Regions from separate parts of the Sus scrofa genome. Here region 1 is linked to region 2. A link is a contact called in public Hi-C data. All regions are on one chromosome and are shown on one strand. Each heading gives the region's core, a stretch centred on a gene start, on an enhancer-like site or on the middle of the called end of the contact. The rest is flanking DNA. Distances are from core to core; before and after follow the strand shown. Region 1 overlaps TPP2 (tripeptidyl-peptidase 2). Region 2 holds the start of TPP2 (tripeptidyl-peptidase 2).

What was found. Hi-C and Micro-C count contacts between places; a contact is called where the count stands out from the background.
Region 1: a Hi-C map of skeletal muscle shows a contact between it and region 2, with 3 times the contacts expected there. The contact joins the enhancer-like site here to the promoter of TPP2 in region 2. A contact is called at or near these places in 1 of 5 promoter capture datasets (liver), 7 of 47 Hi-C or Micro-C datasets (differentiating spermatogonia, embryonic fibroblasts, epiblast stem cells and 2 more) and 1 of 2 datasets of contacts at active chromatin or transcription factors (skeletal muscle).

What each region holds. Positions count from the first base shown.
Region 1 is chr11:70,985,319-70,988,791 of Sscrofa11.1, forward strand. It overlaps TPP2 (tripeptidyl-peptidase 2), which reads left to right. Exons shown (of 30, transcript XR_002336739.1): 21 at 580-676; 22 at 1,176-1,313; 23 at 2,639-2,883; 24 at 3,135-3,213. Among named protein-coding and RNA genes, the nearest start is that of METTL21C, 35 kb to the right of the region's middle. Within about 2 kb of position 1,528, at least 2 of the 83 cell types and tissues checked have an H3K27ac peak or open chromatin away from gene starts, as enhancers often do. A contact at or near this core is called in skeletal muscle, where this site is marked.
Region 2 is chr11:70,941,585-70,945,000 of Sscrofa11.1, forward strand. TPP2 (tripeptidyl-peptidase 2) reads left to right here and starts at 1,558. Exons shown (of 30, transcript XR_002336739.1): 1 at 1,558-1,816.

The sequences.
Region 1 (3,473 bases), core at 278-2,777, 44 kb after region 2:
TCCTGCGTGAGGGCAGGAACATCTGTGGACAAAACCTGACCTTCAGCACTGTTAGGGATGAGTGCCCTAGTGTTGGGATCTGATAATGTCAGGACTTCTAGTTGACAATTGAAAATGCTTTTATCATGAAAAGATTACCTTTAGGAGTTTGTGCTGTGGCTCATCAGGTTAGGAGCCCAGCTAGTGTCCAGGGGGGTCCAGCATTGCCATGGGCTGTGGAGTGGGTTGCAGACACAGCTCGGATTTGGCGTTGCTGTGGCAGTGGCATAGGCCGGCCACTGCAGCTCCGATTTGACCCCTAGCCTGGGAGCTTCCATGTGCCCCAGGCGCGGCCCTAGAGAGAAAAAAGGAGAAGAAGAAGAAGATTACCTTTGTAATACTGTAAAATTGAGCACTATGTATTGCTGTGGTTCTGTCAATAAAGAATTACGTTGATGTTAATGATTAAAATATTATAGCATGTACTGCAGAGTGACAGTGTCCATTTGTCACTTACTGTGATATGTTACAGATTTTGCTGATTATAGTTTTGTCTCATTTAAGTGAACTCTTGAATCTTATGCAATTGTCTGATTACAGTCCACTGAGTGCAAAAACAAAGCCTTTAGGATCAAGAGATGTTTTGCCAAATAATCGTCAGCTCTATGAGATGATCCTGACATACAACTTTCATCAAGTAAGTGTTTGTATAACCAAGTATACCCTAAAAAGATAAATAAATAAAGTATATGTACCCTTATAATCACCTTTGTTTTATGATTCATAAAATCCAAAAATGAAAGAATAGTGTATTTAGTGTTTGTATACACACATATATGACATAGAATCAAGTAATTAACACTGATTAACATAATTATTCTGGAGTTCCCATCGTGGCTCAGTGGTTAACGAACCTGACTAGGAACCATGAGGTTGTGGGTTTGATCCCTGGCCTCGCTCAGTGGGTTAAGGATCTGGCATTGCCGTGAGCTGTGGTGTAGGTCACAGACGCAGCTCAGATCTGGCGTGGCTGTGGCTGTGGCGTGGGCTGGCAGCTGTAGCTCCAATTGGACCTCTAGCCTGGGAACCTCCATATGCTGCAGGTGTGGCCCTTAAAAGCCAAAAAAAGAAAAAAGAAAAAAAAAAAAAAGAAACCGCATAAACCACGTCAAGTAATCAGTCTTATTCTTTTACAGCCCAAGAGTGGGGAGGTCACTCCAAGCTGCCCCCTGCTTTGTGAATTATTATACGAGTCAGAATTTGACAGCCAGCTGTGGATTATATTTGACCAGAACAAAAGACAGATGGGTTCCGGCGATGCCTATCCTCATCAGGTATCAAGTGGGCAGTGACTCAGAATTAACAGAACTAGTACACTGCAGGTGGTTGGTGGGGTAACGTCCCTGGTTTGAAATGCTGGTGTGGCTGTGCACTTGGTGCATGGAGCCGCTGCTCGTGGCCCAGCCGTCTGCTGTAGAACAACCATGACGGCTTCTCAGCCTACAGTTCGGCTGAATCAGGCGCTGGGCTCGAGGAGCGCCAGGGTCACGCTCGCAGGTGCTGGCCGGCAGAGCTTTTATTTTTAGTATTTCTCCTTCTTACCCGGTGCTTGTTCCCATCTGATCGCTGAAAGCAAATCACCCTGATATATGAGTACCTCGATGCGATCCCATGACTGAACTGGGTCCAGAACAAGGCGACCCTGCCAGGTGTCTACAGTTTATTAGAACTTTGAAATATATTTCTTCTTGGTCAGCTGTGTAGTGAGCACTTAGTGTATGCCAGGCACTGTGCCTGTCACTGTTGTGTTGAAGGGAAAAACAAATCTTTTAATCATGTAATTTATAGAAATCTTATCCCTGATTAAAGTGTTATGACAGAAATGAGGTATTTCCTGTGACATTCACAATTTTATGCTAAATAATAGAAGTAATTTATGCAGAGTGTTTTTAGTTAGTCGTTCGATGAATAATTTCCTTTTTTCCTCAAAGCGAGGCCCAGTCATGTCTCCTCAGTACAGACTGGATTATTACAGTGCCATTACTACTTTGGTTGCTTTTAAGATCTTGGGAGAAACTGCTGTTGCAGAATACAGTGTTCCATCCTCTTGAGCAGGTTAACTAGACGGAGCTTGGTGGATTTGTATTCCTTGATCCCCACTGGCTCCCTCTTTCCTGTCTGCAGCAGAGGGGTGTGGCATTTTGATTATAATCCAAAGCCTATCAGTCATATGTGTGTGTATGTTGGTCTTGGATACACAGCACCTTAGTTTTGCTAATTTTTGGTGGTGTTTTATACGTGTCCATGAAGACCCCTGAACTAGAAAATCTTTGCCTTTATCAGTCTTGAGCAGACAGGGATTTAGCTTGGCGTGTAGGAGTGAGTAGCCTGTTGTGGGACGAATGAGGGCTTGGGAGCCAGAGCTGCCTTCAGCCCCCTTATCTACTCTGTACGTGACCTTGGCCAGGTTACCTGACACCCCAGGTCCTGCTTGCTTCCCTGCAGTCGAGACCACGTGCATGTAGAAGTAGGTGTAGTAACTGGCCCTGAACCTCATGTACCGTAAGCAGCCTGTAAGTGGTAATTCTTACTGTTTATCCTCTGACTGTAATTTTCACTTACCCAGCTAAACTCTTCCCAAATGTTTTCTCTTTTGTAGTATTCTTTGAAACTGGAGAAAGGAGATTATACAATTCGACTACAGATTCGTCATGAGCAAATCAGTGATTTGGAGCGTCTTAAAGATCTTCCGTTTATTGTTTCTCATAGGTTGTCTAATACCTTGAGCTTAGATATTCATGAAAATCATAGCCTTGCACTTCTAGGGAAGAAGAAATCAAGTAACTTGACATTGCCACCCAAATATAACCAGCCGTTCTTTGTTACTTCCTTACCTGATGACAAGTAAGTGATGGTAACATTGCTTATACTCGCTGTCCGTCTTCTGCTCTGATCTCAGAATGCTAGTTCATTACATCAGCCTAAGCTTACAGGATCTTGTCATTTGCCATTTGAGACTAAGGTAATTTTTCCCTTTGGTTTTTGAAATCTCAGCTGTGGGAATTCTTCAGAATGCACGTGCTTTTTTTTTTTCCCCTGGAATTATCTTAGTAAACGTTTCCCTTTTGTTCCTTTTCTCCTCTTTTGACTCTTAGGATACCTAAAGGGGCAGGACCGGGTTGCTACCTTTCAGGATCCTTAACGTTGTCAAAGACCGAACTTGGAAAGAAAGCCGTAAGTATCAGGGTTTATTACCCTCAAGTTACATTTTCCAGGATTTTCGTTTCTTTAAAAATGGGAATTAATTCTACCTTTCATAGTGGGTAAAAGAGAAGATCTTGGGGGAGGAGGAATCGACTTTTTTCCCAGGTTACTAGTAAGAGTCAATTAACATTCGATTTGTGTTTTTGTATATTTAGTATTCTTTTTCCCAAGCCTAAGTGTTTGGGCCTTGACCATGTCCTACCTTGCATGGCTAACACACTCGAACTTCC
Region 2 (3,416 bases), core at 308-2,807:
CTCAGAGTTGTGAATCCTTAACCCGCTGAGAGGGGCCAGACATCGTACCCACGTCGTCATGGATACTAGCTGGGTTCTTTAACCACTGAGCCACAAGGGGCACTCCGCCTTTACAGTCATTTTTGAGACCTCAGGGAGAACCTTCGAATCCTGTGGATTGGAAACTGGTCTACAGAGTATTTCCCTTTACAACAGGCATTCTTGAACTTGGAACCCATGAGAGAATCTGAGGGATTCAAAAACTTTAGGAGAAAAAAAAAAGTCTTTATTTCCACTAACCTTTCAATTAAATGTTTCCTTCAACTACAGATGCAGGCAATGAGCAGAGTGGTATTAGCAGTTACTGTTAGCGTCACCAATAAAAATCAGCTTCTTATCACAGTATAGTCACAAGCATCTCAAGATATCATTTATGCCCTTTACTACTTTGAAATAATGGTAGTTTATTAGATTTGGTGCTAGTTCCTATTATTTAATGTAAGGAAGCATATATATAACTATATACACACGTATAAATCTATTGGCACATAACAAAGTTAGTTTTAATATTCTGTAACTATCTCAACGTAATTTCTTTTGTAATCCTATTTCATTTTGAGCTTAAAATTGCTCTGAGACGGGGGTCTGTAAGCCTCACCGGCTTGCCAAAGGGGTCATTGGCGGGCACACACGCACGCGACTAAAATCACCCTGGCACGAATACAGACAGAAAGATCATGAAAGAGCTACTAGTGTACCATGAAGCAATTTATAGACGCCACTGATTATCTGAAAAACTGTAACTTAGGGCTCGATAACTGGGGAACTTTTAGGAGCAACCAAGAACATCAATTTAAGGAGGGGGAGATGGAGAGCGAGAAGAATGTTTTTCAGAAACCCCTGGCGCCCAGCGTTAAGCAGTGAGGATAGGAGAGGCCCACTTCTGCCTGGTACCGCGTTACAAGGCCGACAAAACGGACAAACCCACTTCCAGTTGACTGAAGCTTTGGTCCCTCCCCACCTTATTCCTTTTTACTCCCCGGCCCGGCTCAAACGGACACACTCGAGACAGGCAGGGGAACACAATCCTTAAACGCCTGAATCAAAGCGCTCTCTCTCAGAAACTTATGTCCCGGCATTTCGCCAATCTCCAACTCCTAGGGGTTTAGCGTGCTTGAGCTGGCTCCTTTCCTCGGGTCACCTGGGGATGCTGCAGCGGCGGACTGAGAAGTTTCACAACAAGTTAGAAGCCATCGCTGGCCAGCTCGGGGTTCCTGCTACTCCAGACCGGCAGATCACTTCCTTCCTCGTCCGCCGGGGATGGTTTTGATTCAGGACATGCTGACTTTGCTTGGCAGCCCCTTTACCCTAAAAACCCTAAACGTGCGTCCCTTTAAGACCCCGGGTTCTAGAACCGAACCCTCCAGCTATGCCTCAAACTCCGCCTCCTTCTCTGCGGCCCGGGCAACACTCCGCTCGGCTCCCGAGAGCGGCGCCTTTGGCTTACGTCGCAGCGCGTGATTGGCCGCCTCTCCCTGGCGGGCCGGGATTGGCCGGCGGCCGGCCCCGCCCCTCGCCCCCGCCCAGGCCCGCGGCCGCCCGGGTGTCCTCGCGCCGCCTGTCCGCGCGCAGCCTGGCAGTTTGCCTCTTCCTCGCCCTCCAGCCTGCGTCCATGGCCACCGCCGCGACCGAGGAGCCCTTCCCCTTCCACGGCCTCCTCCCAAAGAAAGAGACCGGGGCCGCTTCCTTCCTCTGCCGCTACCCGGAGTATGACGGGCGGGGGGTGCTCATCGCCGTCCTGGACACCGGGGTCGACCCCGGGGCTCCGGGCATGCAGGTGCGGCAGCCGCCGAGGGCCCGGGCGCGGGGGCGCGGGCGGCCAGCCGGCGGGCGGGCGGGCCGGGGACGCGGCGTCGGAGCCCCGCAGGCCGAAGCCCGCTCTGCGGCGGAGGGGGACCAGGGCGCCGGAAAGAGGTGAAGGGCAGGGCGGGCGCGGGGGCCCGGCGGAGGGCGACGGCCCGGGGCCCGGGAGCCCCGGCTGGGCCGTGATCCCGGCCCAGATAAAAGCTGCGTGCCCCGCGGGGTTGGTCGGGGCTCCCGGGTGCGTCTGTCGCCCGGGAAGCCCCTTCCTCCCAGGCGCTGCCAGGCCAGGGCCCTCAGGCCCCTGTCCACCTCGCCAGCTTCCTCGCGGGTTCCTCGTGTCTCCGGAACCCACTCACCCCGTGCCTGTTATTTGCAAACGAGATTTCACAGTTTTATTATTTACGGGAGGGTGGGGGTGGGGAGGAGATAGGGGCAAATGACCCATGTGAACTTCCTTTTTTATCGCTGCCGTTCGGGAGATTTGGTTTGGGGAGGAATGGTTTATCTTGAAAGGCAAGAGCCGGCTTTCAAGAAGACAACTCAGTCAACTTCCGGAATTGTTTCCTCTGGTAGTTTTATGTGTTCTATTTTTAAATCCTCTTCTGCAGTGTGCTTGTTTAGGGTCATTGAAAACGCATGGCTTAGTCTTTGTTTGACACAAGAACCCAGTCGAGTTTGTTTTTGGCGAACTCTTCAGACGGCATTAAATTATGCTTTTGTATTTTTATTTTTCAGCCTCAAAATGTAAGACAGCACTTTATGATTTTTTAAAATTACCCCGTTTTGCCTCAGGCACCTTTGAAATCGCTAGGTCAAGGTACCATCCCAAAGGTCGTTTTAAAACATGTGTCTTTCCATTGAAAGCATTCTCATTAAAGTCTTCAAAGTTTGACTTTTTTGAATTCAGCCTCAGCCTTTTACTGAAAGCCAGTAATAAACAGAATCCCACCGCTGTTCAGGATCCACCTCCCCAAAGTCTAACCTGGGCTAATCCTCCTGTGTGCTGTCTGTCCCTTGTATCAGTCCCTTCATCTGTATTTCTTCAAAAGCTGAAGTTTAATAATCGCCCCCACACCTCGTCCCCATCTTTTATTGTGTGTGCTCTCTAGTAATTGAGGTAGCATTTTGGAAGTTAGGGTGTCATGCAGGGGAAAAAGGGACCCAGTTTGGCTGACTCAGTAGGGAATCCCTCTAGGAATCTTACTTCCTCCTGTTCATTCTTCGAGTCTGGCACGCCTCTTGGTGGCCCTGCCAGACAGCTCTGGTGCCTCAGGAGAGGGGCAGGTGATGGGTCCCTTGCGGCTGGCCCTAGCGGTACAGTTGTGTTCCTGAGACAGGGCAGGGCCATCACCTCATTGAGGCTTCATTACAGGGTAGTGAGGGTTTCCATTCTGTTGCGGTGTATGTTTACTTTTTATAGGGCCAAGTGGGAGGAGAACAGCTGGGATAAGTGGTTCACTGGCTCTTTTGTCAGGATAATAAGAGGCTCTGAAGAGTTGGGAGGAGTACGGTCTCAGAAAAAAATACTCCTGTAGAATGTCCCATACCTGCTTATCAAATAATTCCATTACTCC